Linked DNA regions of Gossypium hirsutum: regions 1 and 2 are each linked to region 3. A link is a contact called in public Hi-C data. All regions are on one chromosome and are shown on one strand. Each heading gives the region's core, a stretch centred on a gene start, on an enhancer-like site or on the middle of the called end of the contact. The rest is flanking DNA. Distances are from core to core; before and after follow the strand shown. Region 1 holds the start of LOC107945835 (RING-H2 finger protein ATL20). Region 2 holds the start of LOC107945842 (endoglucanase 6). Region 3 holds the start of LOC107893693 (ethylene-responsive transcription factor ERF061).

The links. A called contact is a pair of places that touch in the nucleus more often than the background predicts.
Region 1: a Hi-C map of leaf shows a contact between it and region 3, with 2.7 times the contacts expected there. The contact joins the promoter of LOC107945835 here to the promoter of LOC107893693 in region 3. A contact is called at or near these places in 8 of 34 Hi-C or Micro-C datasets (callus, hypocotyl, leaf and 1 more).
Region 2: a contact with region 3 is called in a Hi-C map of leaf, with 4 times the contacts expected there. The contact joins the promoter of LOC107945842 here to the promoter of LOC107893693 in region 3. A contact is called at or near these places in 13 of 34 Hi-C or Micro-C datasets (callus, hypocotyl, leaf and 2 more).

What each region holds. Positions count from the first base shown.
Region 1 is chrA08:77,319,656-77,323,793 of Gossypium_hirsutum_v2.1, reverse strand. LOC107945835 (RING-H2 finger protein ATL20) reads left to right here and starts at 2,802. Exons shown (of 2, transcript XM_016879982.2): 1 at 2,802-3,632. The coding sequence starts at 2,942. It overlaps LOC107945824 (putative RING-H2 finger protein ATL69), which reads left to right and starts at 122. Exons shown (of 2, transcript XM_041074681.1): 1 at 122-953; 2 at 2,182-2,712. The coding sequence starts at 842. The coding sequence ends at 2,612.
Region 2 is chrA08:77,213,405-77,217,903 of Gossypium_hirsutum_v2.1, reverse strand. LOC107945842 (endoglucanase 6) reads right to left here and starts at 3,012. Exons shown (of 9, transcript XM_041074680.1): 1 at 2,458-3,012; 2 at 2,113-2,325; 3 at 1,704-1,904; 4 at 702-791; 5 at 420-584; 6 at 52-336. The coding sequence starts at 2,667.
Region 3 is chrA08:76,890,519-76,895,072 of Gossypium_hirsutum_v2.1, reverse strand. It overlaps LOC107893693 (ethylene-responsive transcription factor ERF061), which reads left to right and starts at 2,905. Exons shown (of 1, transcript XM_016818750.2): 1 at 2,905-4,553. The coding sequence starts at 3,418. The coding sequence ends at 4,314.

The sequences.
Region 1 (4,138 bases), core at 1,553-4,052, 430 kb before region 3:
TCGTATCAGATTTTAGAAACAATAGAATTTAATAAATTTAACAATTATCGCTTAGAGAGGATTGAAATTCTAAAAATTAAAAAATATAAAGACTAAAAGTGACCAAATCAAATAACGTGGATTAAATATACAACTTTAGTAAAGCACAGAGACTAGTATCATAATTTAACCATTGTGTAATAGTTGAGTCTCTCGCAAATTACCTAACCGAGGGTGCCAACTAACTCGAGAAAGCTTAAAAGGAAAATTGAAGGTTTTTTTTACTTAGTTTTCCGGTGAGCACCAAATGACTCTATTTGAAACCATCTTATTCATCGTCTTTTTTTTCTCTCTTCAGCCATCAGCAAGCGTTGAAATTTACCGTGTTTCATGTGGGAATCAATTGGTTCGTTTCCCTTTCCGTCTCAGCAACCAACCCGATCGTTGTGGCTATCCCCGGTTCAATCTCTCATGCAAGGACCAAGCCCAAACTGTCCTTTCGCTTCCATTTTCCGGAGAATTCAATGTCGTACACATCGACTATTTGTTCCAAAATATATGGCTCAACGACCCTGATCATTGCACCCCCAAACGTCTCCTTCATGGACTTAACCTATCCAGTACTCCTTTTGATTTGCTATATCCTCGAAGCTTCACGTTTTTCAATTCCTCCGCCGCTGCATCAACACAACTTCATCAAGCAAAGTATATATCTTGTCTCAGCGGCACAAACTTTTATGTCGTGGCTCTACCGGCGGCCCGACTCGATTCGTCGGCATCATTGTCAACGTCGTGTTTAGAGATAGCGACGGTTTTGGTTCCGTTTTCCTGAACGGGTTGGTCGAATCTTGGGAATGGTCTTATGTTGACATGGAATGAACCGAATTGCCTGAGGTGCGAAAATGGAGCAGGGAACTGCATGTTCAAGAGTGAGACCGGCCTGGATGTTGGATGCTCCGTTGGTTTTACCAATGGTATGTTTCTATTTTGCGGTGAAAAATTATGGAGATTTTAGTTAAAAATATTGCAATATAGTTGCAGTGAAAAAAAAAAAGTATATATCTTCAGCTACCATAAATATATTCAAGCCTTGCTAAACATTATTTGGATGAGGAATTTATTTGTAAGGACTAAGGAGAATTTTAAAGTATTTTTTTAGTATTTGCTAAAATAAAAATTAGATTTTTCAATTCTAGATATGGATTTTGTGAAATGCTTTTGATTTTTACTAAGAAATTAGTATTTATTGTGTCATTTTATACCAATGTTTTAATTTCTAATTATTTTTTTTTCTTTTTTACCATGTTATATATCTATTCATTTTTTATTTAGTTCTCAAACTTGGTAATTTTTTTTCAACTTAATCTCTAAACTTATTTTTGTTCAAATTAGTCTCAAAATTTGGAAATAAATTTTTAATTTAGCCCTTGAACTTGAATTCCATTAAGGTGTGATGATGTGATCACCTACTTTTTTAAAAAAAAATTATATAAAATCTAAAAATACAAAAAATTTTGAATTATAAATTTTTAAAATTTTTCATGTAATGATGTGGTAGTATGAAAATGTATCATGTCATCACACTTTAAGAGAAGCCAAGTTAAGAGATCAAATTAGGAAAAGTCGTCAAGTTCTAGGACTAAAGTAAATAAAAAAAATGTTTAAGGACCAAGGTGAGAAAAATTATCAAATTGAAGGACTAAATGTTACTTTATCCCTTATTTTTTTTACAAATCTAATAATAATCATAATGCCATTTTTTATTTTTTCTATTATTGTTATTTAATTATTTGATCAAATTTCATTGTTTAAAATTCTTTCTACTTACAAAAGTACATTTATCCAAACAATTCAATTAAATTGATAAAATTATATAAAAAAATCATTCAAGTACACCCTAAAAGTAATTAATACATAATACCCACATTCAATGGTGATATAAAAATATATATACTTGCGTGAGGTTTACTAGTTAATGGTAGTTAATGGAAAATGTGAGGAAAGATAAAAATGGGACATACAGAAAGAAAATTTCAAAATTGCTATCCACTTCTCAATCTGTTGGTGAGGCATCGCTTTCATGCTCCCACAACCACGTCAGGCGGCGATTGAATTTCATACTTGCGTCTTTCTTTTTTCTTTTTTTTTTTTTAAAAGATCAAATAAAATAAGGAAGATATATGTTTCAATATTTATTTTTAGGTCTTTCAAGACATGCTAAATACGGTATAATGTTTGGTGCTGGAATACCGGTGTTGTTCATCGTCGGCTTAGTAATTTACCTCCGCAACAAGGTTGAAGAAGACTACAACAATCGGCATCCAAATCAGCCAGAACTGTTGTCGACCACCCCAAGATTAGATGCTTCCGTCAAAGGTCTCGATGGACAAACCATCGAGGCGTATCCAGTAACATTGCTGGGTGAAAGCCGGCGATTACCGAGGCCTAATGATAATACTTGCCCAATATGCCTTAGTGAATACCAAGCTAAAGAGATGATAAGGACTATTCCAGATTGCGAGCATTATTTTCATGCCGTTTGTATCGACGAATGGCTGAAATTGAATGCTGCATGCCCCTTGTGCCGTAATACCCCGCAAACATTAGCTCCTATTGTTTCATCTTCATCATAACATATGATTAATTTACTTATTTTTCTTTGTGTATAATTTCTGTATGGGATCAATGTTAAAGAAATAAAGTGAAAACCAAACCCATCATTATGATTATTTATTTATTTATTCATTATCAACACCTACCAAAACAATTGAGGGTGACTAGGAAAACACAAAAAAAAAGGAATAAATTTCGTCGGTGAAAACAATACAACATAGTAGACAGCTAAATATTGTTTTTCAGTTTCTTCTGACATGCCAACTCGAGGTCTAGAAGTTTAATCTGCCAAAAAAGCAAGAACAAACTCTACGTTGTTTATAATCCTCTAAACTAACTACTTACATGAATGGACTTCTTTTACGTTATTAAAAGAATGGATTCGATTTCCATTCAACCTTTCTTGTTCATCATCATTTTCTTTTCTTTTCAACCATCAATAAGCCTAGAAATTTGTTCTACCCTATGCGGATCTCAAACTATTCGCTTCCCTTTCAGGCTTATAGACCAGCCCCAATACTGCGGCTATCAAGACTTTAAACTCTCTTGCAAATTCCAGGAGACGACACAAGACGTAACCATCCTCACTTTCCCATATGCCGGTAACTTCAGCGTCTTCCATATCGATTACGCCCAACAAGTACTGCAACTAGGCTACTCGGTAGGTTGCCTCCCGAGAATTCTTCTTCAGGGTCTTAATCTCTCAGGCTCTCCTTTTATGTCAGTAAACACTCAAAGCTACACTTTTTACAACTGTTCAACCATGGTGCAATATCCTGGAGTTTTAAAAATTCCATGTCTTAGTGGGTTCAACTTTTATGTCGTTGCTATACCGACGGATGGTTATACCCCATCGACGTCGGTGTGTTTGGAGATAGCAAAGGTTATGGTCCCAATGTCAACAGATTGGTGGGAGGACGGTATGACTTTGGGGTGGAACCAACCTGATTGCCGTTGGTGTGAAAGCCATCAAGGAACTTGCCTATTCGAGAATGTTGGTGCAGGCTTGCAGGTCGGATGCGACAGTGCTATTAAACACGGTATGCTTCATTAACATCTTCTACTCAACAACAGTAAGGCTGTCTTTTTCTTTAATCGTTTAAATGTGTGTTTTTTTTAATGCAAAAAGGTTAAAAGTGAGAAAAAAACATGCATAAACTTTGAAGTGTAATAACCAATAATGGTAATTGAGTTAAAAGAGCAGTTTTTCATCTTTGCATTCCATTGGTAAAGTGGAAGCCGGAAGCTTGTTAAGAAGGGTGATGTGGGGAGTATATAGAACAATTTGGTATTAGAATTAGGATTTACCGATGGAATGCAAACTACATTGGATCTTTCAAATGTGCAGATATCACCTTTCTTCTTCACGGATATTCCTTCAATATTTTTTTTAAGGTAATATTCCTTCGATATCCTGACTACATTCCTCTAGAAATAAGTGGAGTGTCAAAATTTTTATCCATATTTATATTTAATTTTTTCACGATTTAACCATTAAACTATACCCACTTTAGTAATTAGTTCTTTTTCTATTGTATTTTGATAC
Region 2 (4,499 bases), core at 1,763-4,262, 320 kb before region 3:
CAGTGGTCACCATTCAATAATACTTGAATACATGACGAGAAGAGTGATCACCTGAGATTTTGCAAAAGAAAGAAGCTCGGATGGTGCAACATTGCCAGCAGCACACTTCAAGCTTCCCCTAGAGGAAGCGAGATAGTCAGAGTACACGGTGGCCAAGAACGAAGCACTAGTCACGAACTGCATATTATTCCACCTCTGTCGGAAAATCAAACCCCCGGGAGTCTTTTGAATATTACGGCCACCCTTCCCGATCAATGAGCACATGAAGTACTCTGCCTTTTGGTGGTACCTCTCAAACACCGGTGCATGGAGTCCAGCTTTGCCTTGCATTAAGAACTACAGGGAAACGAAAACTACTAGGTTGAATTTTGCAGCTTGAAGAAACCAATAAGTACTAGATTCAGATATTGAAATAATACCTTGGCGACAAGGGTCTGAACCCCAGCGTACTTGACGTCCCAACCGAACTCAGTCATGGCCCAACCGGTTCCACCCATAGAATCACCATTTTTGCCAAGATAGTTCAAGTAGTACTCATTGTTACTAGCTTGGTACAGCCATGCAGCGGCCCACAACAACTCGTCCTACACGATAACATTCCAACTTAATTAATAAACCGTACCAGTAAACATGCTATTTTCTGCCATTAAAACTATAAATTGCTCAAATTGATTGCTTTGAGAAAATTTAGAAAAGCTTACATTGTAGCCACTGATGGATCGGTAGTATTTTTGGGCAACTGTGATGCTGCTGTCGTATTTACCTCTGTATTTATCAGCAAATTCGAATAGCTGAAAACAAAAACAAAATTTAAAATTAATTATATTGTAAAACCTACTGAAATTTTTGTTTAAGAGTATGGATAGGATAGGTGAAGCAATTTGAGGAAAGAGGCAAGGGCAATTTGGGGATGTAAGTTAAACAGGAGGAGCACCGACAGTGTTGGCACGTGAGAAACGAAATGACTCATTGCGACCATTTTGGGGTACAAATGAACGGTTAAGATCTGCTTGTACGAGAGATCTGTACGGTCATAAAAGATTAATTACCCGTGATGGATGGGGCAAAAGCAAAGTCAAGCGTTCTCATCACCAGGAGTCATAAAATTAGGACATCAATCCACTGGGGTCAATCCGTTCCATTATAAAAAATTATCATCTTATTTTTTATAAATTTTTAAAAGCTTAACATAGAAAATAATAAATATTTACTTGATTTTAAAAAAATAAAAAATTTAAAAATTTAATTGAAGCCAAATTTATAAAAATGATAATGATTTTTAAAATTATAAGAGGCAGGTGATGGAACAAACATGCCAAGTATGGGGCGATATAGAATTTAACTATACCCACCTCTTCTACCCATGATCAATTTTAAACCATTAACAAGAATCTGGCGAACGACACCGTTTCACCCAAAAAGTAGCTACTACAACGGTTAAATGGTTTTTATTTTTCCTGGCTCAAAACAGTGGTAGTATTTTTTTAGAAGAAAGAAGTAAACAGAGGTGGTTGTTTTTATTAAATGAAAACTAGGGTTGGGCACGCCAAGTTGCGAAATTGAGGCCGACAAAAGATTGCGTAATAACAACCGTTTTTTCCTATCACCTTATGATAAAAAAGGTTGAGAGTGTAAGCTAACATGCACCGGCAGGTACAATGGTCCCAGCAACGCGAGAAGACACAGACTGCGTAAACGTATACCTGGTAGGCATGGCGAAGAAGCTCGGTGGAATATGCAGGGTTGGAACGGCGGAAGACGATTGAGGCGGCAGCCATGGCGGCGGCAGTTTCACCTGCCAGATCCGACCCCGGATTGCTTGGGTCTATCTTGTAAGCATGACGGTCGGTGGTCATGTCCTCTGGTCTTTGCCAACAGTAGTGGTCACTGTTACCGTCGCCCACCTAAAATGGATCTCACCAAAATTAATTATTTTTAATTGAGTCCTTTTGAGTTTTAGAAGTATTAAATTCAAACTAATATTTTATTAGTAGCCAAGTGTTGCTATCAAGTTTGAGATTTGAAAAAGGGATTTGGACATATTAGTGACAAAATAATGGAGTGTTAAGAATGGCAAGAAACACGAGGAGGGAAGAAGGTCGGGAAGAGTACCTCTCCATAAAGGACATAAGGTTCGGGATGAGCTTTAATGAGGTAGTCAGTGCCCCACTTGATTGCTTCCATCGCATGGCCGAGCTCTCCATTTGCACCCATTTGTTTCCCGTACTCTATAATACTCCAGGACATCATTGTTATGGTGAATGCCATGGGCAGTCCGAACTTCACATTGTCCCCTGCATCGTAGTACCCTCCAACCAGATCCACCTTGAGAATTTGTGAAAACAACTTCAACCATCAATACCATAATTTTCGATTCTAAATGAAGCATGTCAAAGAACAAAAGTGACGTTTTGACCGAGAAAACAAGTTCAAGTTGAGAGTGGAACTTTAACTTACCCCACTGGCCTTGCCGTCATTCAAGCCGGAATTGGCTCTCCACGTAACTCTCTGGTTATGAGGAAGGTAACCAGATCTCTGAGCTTCAAAGAACAGAATGCTCTTGCTCAGAGCTTGGTTATAGTCATGTCCAGCAAAAACAAAAGGAAGAAAAAGCAGCAGAAGTAAAGGAGTCATTTCAATCAGCCTCATCAACTTCTCCATGTACATTCAAACTTATCAAAAGACACAATTCAAGTTTCAAGTTCAAACAAAAACAGATCTCTTTCTGCAGCAGAGTGGGGTTTCCTTCAAGTTTATAAAACTAAAAAGAGAAACCCATTTGGAATCGAACACAAAAAATGCAGTCTAGTAAGAGAAAAAGGTAAAAAAATGTAATGAGTTAAAAGAGGCGATAGAAATGAAAGTGAAGAGAGAAAGAGCAGTGGGATTGGGAATTGGAAGAGGAGCTGAAGCCTCTATATATTGTGGAGTGGAGGGAAGGAAGAGCAAGGGAGATTAAAAATTGTGAATTGAAAGTAGTTTTAATAATAATTGGAGGAGAGGGAAAGAGAAAGAACAAAGTCATGTGGGTGTCCCTGGCGCTTTTAGTCTTTTACTGGGTAGAGTCGGTGCGGATTTAATGGTTCTTTTTGGCAGGGAAACTGCTGCTAAACATGATTAAAAATTAATTTCTGATTTTTACTCTTCTATAAAATTTCTTTTTATGCCTTCTCCACTCCAATAAACTTACATTGTTTGTCACTTGGGAATAATGCCCCTGAAATTAAGGCATGAAGTTTATTACGGCTCCATTAAATCTCTGTTGGGCACAGCATGTGAGAGGGTACCCTGTTGTGGGTTACAAATGGTGGACATAATTGGATTTTGCAAAACTTGGCTACTTGGTTTAAGTTTTGAAATTTGTTCACCCATAATTAATGCAAATTATTTTTATTTTTATTTTTATTTTTATTTTATTTTAAATTAATCATCTGGCTTCTGCAGTCTGCGACCTGTCCGTTTGCGTCTCCTGTCGTATTAGGTATGGGAAAATTGCAAACCCTGGATCATCTTTTACAGATGCTGCCACACTGCTTGATTAGGCCCATTATAGTACATATCTAACCCTAATTATTTTAAACATTTTCTTTTCTTTTTTCTTTTTGAATTGTATTAAATATGATTATTTTAAATATTAACTTAAATCTCTTAAAATATATTTATTTTCTCAATTCTATACTTAAATTTATTTTTATTTTATTTTATCTATTTTGTAATGTTGGATAAAAATATTTGTTAGGTCACTTTGCCCAACGAAAAAAATGTCATAATGATCGACCATTGATCGATGTTAATTGACCATGGTAGGCATTGACTTATTATTGATGGTAATTGACCAGATATTAATTTATCATGAGGTGTTATTAGAATATACCACATGTTTCTTTTATTTTTTTAATATTATATATATTATATTGATTAAAAATGTAAAAAATTATATAATATATAATATATATAAATTTTAAAAAAATTATAATTATTATCATAAACAATAAATTTTAAGGTATAATTTATTGACCACACATAAATCTACATATCTTTGGAGAATGAACTGATGTGAAAATCATAAAGAAAAAGATGCATTATTAATGGATAAATGTAAATGTTATATATTATTGATGAAGGGAGTTGAATGTAACCCTAAATTCTCAACTAAAAGCCATTATTTTGTCCAGCTAAAGAAAAGGGGGGTTGAGGTTTTTATGACGATTGGATGTAGAATTAAAATCTAAATATTAGAGGGAATTTGAATAATTGCTTTAATTATTGAGGAAACTTCTCAGCATCAACCGGAATTGTTGATAATGGTAAGTAGGATTCTCCAAACCCGACAACCCCATTTTTATTTTCTCTTTCTCAAATTAGGAGTCCACCGACGGCATCAGGTAGGCAATATGACAAGAAAATAACAATGGCATCCTTTGTAAAATCAACTGTGCAAGATGTCCATTTTCATTTGGCTATTTTATTTAAAAGGTCAAAAAGAGAGCGCTTAATTC
Region 3 (4,554 bases), core at 1,656-4,155:
ATTGAAAAATCTAACATGCAAGTTTTTGATGTTCCTCCAGAGAGGACTCGTATTCTTATTGATAGGGACAAGCATATGAGTGCTACGTTCACTCAATCGCAATTTATGTAATGTACTAAGGTTTTCTTATTTCATAAAAAAAATTAAAAGAGTAGTAAAAATTTTCAAAAGAGTATTTAAGTGTGTTATGTATAGGTAAAAGTACTATAGCGGCTTTTGTATTAAGAGTTAGATTTCATTTTACTCTCTTTACTCAAAAAATAGATAAATTAATCTCTAAAAAATAAACTAATTTTTTTAATAAAAATAATATTTATTTATACCGTTAAAAATATAATCAATTTCTGTACATTTATATTTTTTACAATTATACAACTTGTATAACAGTTTGGCATGGTGGTAAAAATAATTTTGTATATTCTTTTTTAATAAATCAAAGATATTGTTTTATATGATTTAAAACTTCTTTTTCCCTAAAAGAATTTAAAATTTTATTTTTAAATTTTTAAGAATAATTTTATTTTTATTTTTTAAGAGTACTAACAAAAAAACTTATTTTTAATTCAAAATTTATCCTCATTCATTACATTTTTACAATACCATTTAACGCAATATTAACAAAGACATATCAAATTAATTTACCAGAAAAAAAAAACACATTCATTTATCTACAAAAATAAAATGCTATAAGTTTCAACTGGACAATAATATGTTTCTAAAAAAATTGTGAAGCTTTTGTCATCGTGACATCAATTTGTTGGTGACATGACGTACTGTACTTCTTTGGCTAAAGAAAGCAGCGTCGTATGCAGCCGCAGTTGGCCAATGGTGCGCCCGAGAAAATCTTTACCAGTAATGATATGAAATCACGAGAATTTGCTAATCACACTCTTTAGGCACGTGTCAGTAGACAAGCAAGCATAAAAGTTGAGGCTAGACCACTGGCTTGGTCGGCGTCGCCCTCGCCCTGCACACTGACTTGTCTAGCTGCCAACCATACTGCCAAATCTCAACTTTTTCAAGTGTCCCACACTCAAAATGATTTCTTTTTCTTTTAAGTGAAGGCCTCTGCAACTGAATTTCATCCTTTCGTCAAGAATTTTATCTTAGGTGACTAAGTCAAAAGAATGAGTATGAACTTATTTCAACAACTTCGTTTTGCCACATTAAGATTCTAACTTGGATAAAAAAAAGAGTAAGAGGAAATTAATTTCTTCTAGCTACCCATAGACTTGGCTACCGAGTCTTTATGTATGAATCTATTGAAAAGAAAAGGAAATCATTATTACTCCTAACACTAGAAACATGAACAAACAAACTCATTCATATAGTTATTTTTAAATTTAATTTAACAAAAAAATTATTTTAATTTCAACATTTAAAAGATATTTTTCTATCTCCGTATTATAACTTTTTTTTTTTGATCTGGCTCCGTATTATAACTTATATAATATAAAAAGGGTCATAAATTATATCACATAAAGCATTAATTTAAAAATTCCATTACAATAGAATTATATGAGATCTTTTTAAATTAACAGTTGAAATAAGAATATAAAATAATTTTCAAAGAAAAGTAACTGATTTAACATGTTCTAAGCCATTAGCATAATTTCTTAATTTTTGATGCAACAATTAATTTAAAAAGGATTTAACATGATCACACTATAATAAAATCTCACATTAGATGTTATCCATTTTATGAGATAAAATTAGAAAGAAATAAGAGAGAGAGAAGTTGGAGACAACGTAACATGAATTGAGGATTGACTTGTGAGGCATGGTTAGGTTTCTTTCACATGCAAAATACAGCAATACCCTTTATTTCCCGTTTGAGGTCAGTCCAGCAGATGGGGTATCTTTCACGAGCTTTGTCATCCCCGAAAATACAAACTAGAAAAGAAAAGAAGAAACTTATAGATATTGGCTTTTCAAACTCTACCTTTACGTCTTTAATGCTCCATACCAAGCTTGGATCCCACATTGATAATGATGACAACCTCTATGATTTCATGTAGAAAAAGTCTTTTAACCTCATTCAATCAATCCTCGTTTTTATATATCAACTTTCTTTTTCTTTCGCTCTCCCTCGGTTTCTTCTTTGGGTTATTTAGATAAATACAAAGTGCAATCCAGCAAAAGTTACAGCATGACCCGCAATTTAATTTCTACAAAGCTATAAGCATTGGATTTGCGAATGAAATCATCAAGTCCAGGCGGCATTCTAGTTCTAGTAAATTTGTGTTTGCTTTTTATGTCAAGGTAAGGATCAATTACTCATAATAATACTTTCCAAAGGGTAACGTAACTCACCATGTGCTGCCAAACATTGTTGGTCTGGAAATGAGATATCAACATCTCTTCTCTCCACAAATTTAGGTTCTCAGTTATTTGGATGTTTCCTATTTAACCCCAATTGTATTATGTTGAAAGACTTTTTAACATATATTTAAATCTTTGAACATGTTATAGTATCAAGAGAAACAAAAATAATAATGGAATTTTGAACATTGAAAGTAAAAAGCAGTAAGAGAGAAGGTTTCAGACTTGAATGGGATTTTGGAATTTTGTGCAGAGTTTGAAACCAAAAAAATGAAAAGCGTAGCGTGGTGGACAACTGGGCATAACATAAGACGCGTGGCGCAGAGGAGTTTTAACTTTTGACAACCCAAAGCTGGCTCTGCCTCTTGCAATAAATACAAAAAGTAGCTTTTTAGCAGTTTTGTGCGGGGGACCTCTTCTTTTTGCCCTTTCATGGACACTCCTCCTATTTCTTCTTGCTCAAAAGAATGGGCGGATTTTATAACAATATTTGCACCTCATGCAAAAACACATCCATGAAATTTTAGTATAATAAATTTGGTGGCAAACAAAAATAATAATAATAACTCGAGTTGCATAAGAAGAAGGGAGAAAGGAAGGCATGGCAATGCCCTCCCAATTAACTTAAGATTCCTTTAAATAAGTAATACGATTAATGTAAAAACAACTATTACAATAAAATTAGATATTAAAATAATATTATAGCCTAAACACATCGCAACCCATTTAAAGTTCCATTCAAAGTTTCGTTAGACCGGAATTCAAACTTGCTCTATATCTAAAAGTAAAATCCTAAGCTTTAGCTTTACTGTCCACCACAGCTATAAATACCACCAACCTCACCCTTGGCTCTCACCATATACCATCTGGGTTTCTTCTTCCTCCCAACCAAAATTCTTGTTCAACCCAAGATTTCTTCATTTCCTTAACCAAATTACCCTACTTTCTTTTTCTTTTGTTATCTAGAATTTCACTTTCTTTTCTTTTGTTTATACAAGGAAAAAGGGTCAGTTTTTTTAGCGCCCCTGTTTTTCTTCAATTTTACTCTTATACTCCTTGTTTCCTCTGTTTTGATTCAAATCAAGAATAAAAAAAATGCAAGAAATCAATCATCCTCTTGGATTCAATAATATTGTTAATATTGGATCTTCACTGTCACAGTTGATATTGTCAGGAGGGTCAAATACCTTAGATTCAATCTTCTCTCATTGCGCACCGTCAACGACGACAACATCAACCGCCATCACCACCAACTGTATTTACGAGCCAATAGGCTCTTCAGTCTATCTCCGCCAGAGAGAGCTCCTTCAAAAGTTCAGCCAAGAGAACAACGGAAACGCTTCGTTTTCGGGCAACTCGCTAATGAACCGGATTCCGACCTATCCAAACCCCGCATCGACGAGCAACTTCTATTTGAGTCCTGAAAAGAAGAAGCAATACAGGGGGGTGAGGCAGAGACACTGGGGTAAATGGGTGGCCGAAATCAGACTCCCACAGAACAGAATGCGAATCTGGTTAGGCACATACGAAACAGCCGAAGCCGCTGCTTATGCGTATGATCGTGCGGCGTATAAGCTTAGAGGGGAATATGCAAGGTTGAATTTCCAAAACATCAAGGATCCCAGCAAGTTGGGCTTTGGAGATGGTGCTCGTTTGAGTGCTCTGAAGAACTCGGTGGATGCTAAGATTCAAGCCATTTGTCAAAAGGTGAAAAGAGAGAGGGCTAAAAAGAAAGCCAAGAAGGATCGTCCCGCAGAAGCTGACAAAACAGTTAAGGTGACGGAATCCTGTTCATCGTCATCATCGTTATCGCCTGTGGCTTTCAGTGACAGTGTGTCTGATGGTGGATTTTGGAGATGTGAGAACTCGCCCTCCTCTGTTTCTAACGATTATCCAATGATGATGGCAGAGGAACCCCAATTCGAGGACTGTTTGCTTGCTAGAATGCCATCTTTTGATGCTGAATTGATATGGGATATTCTTGCCAATTAGGATTTCCACTTTCTCTATTTATTTTTTCACCAAAAAAGCGAGAATTTTCAGCACTTAGCTGTTAAAAACCGAGAGACTTTTAAATAGTGTAAATGGTAATTTTGTTGGGATTCTTACTACCTTGTAGTGATGTCCTGTTGTTCAGTGTCTTCGATTTTAGGAACAAGAATGTTTTCTTTCTTGAATGGGAGTTGAAACGCTTATAAATAAATAAAAATTCCGGAGTAATATATTTTCAAG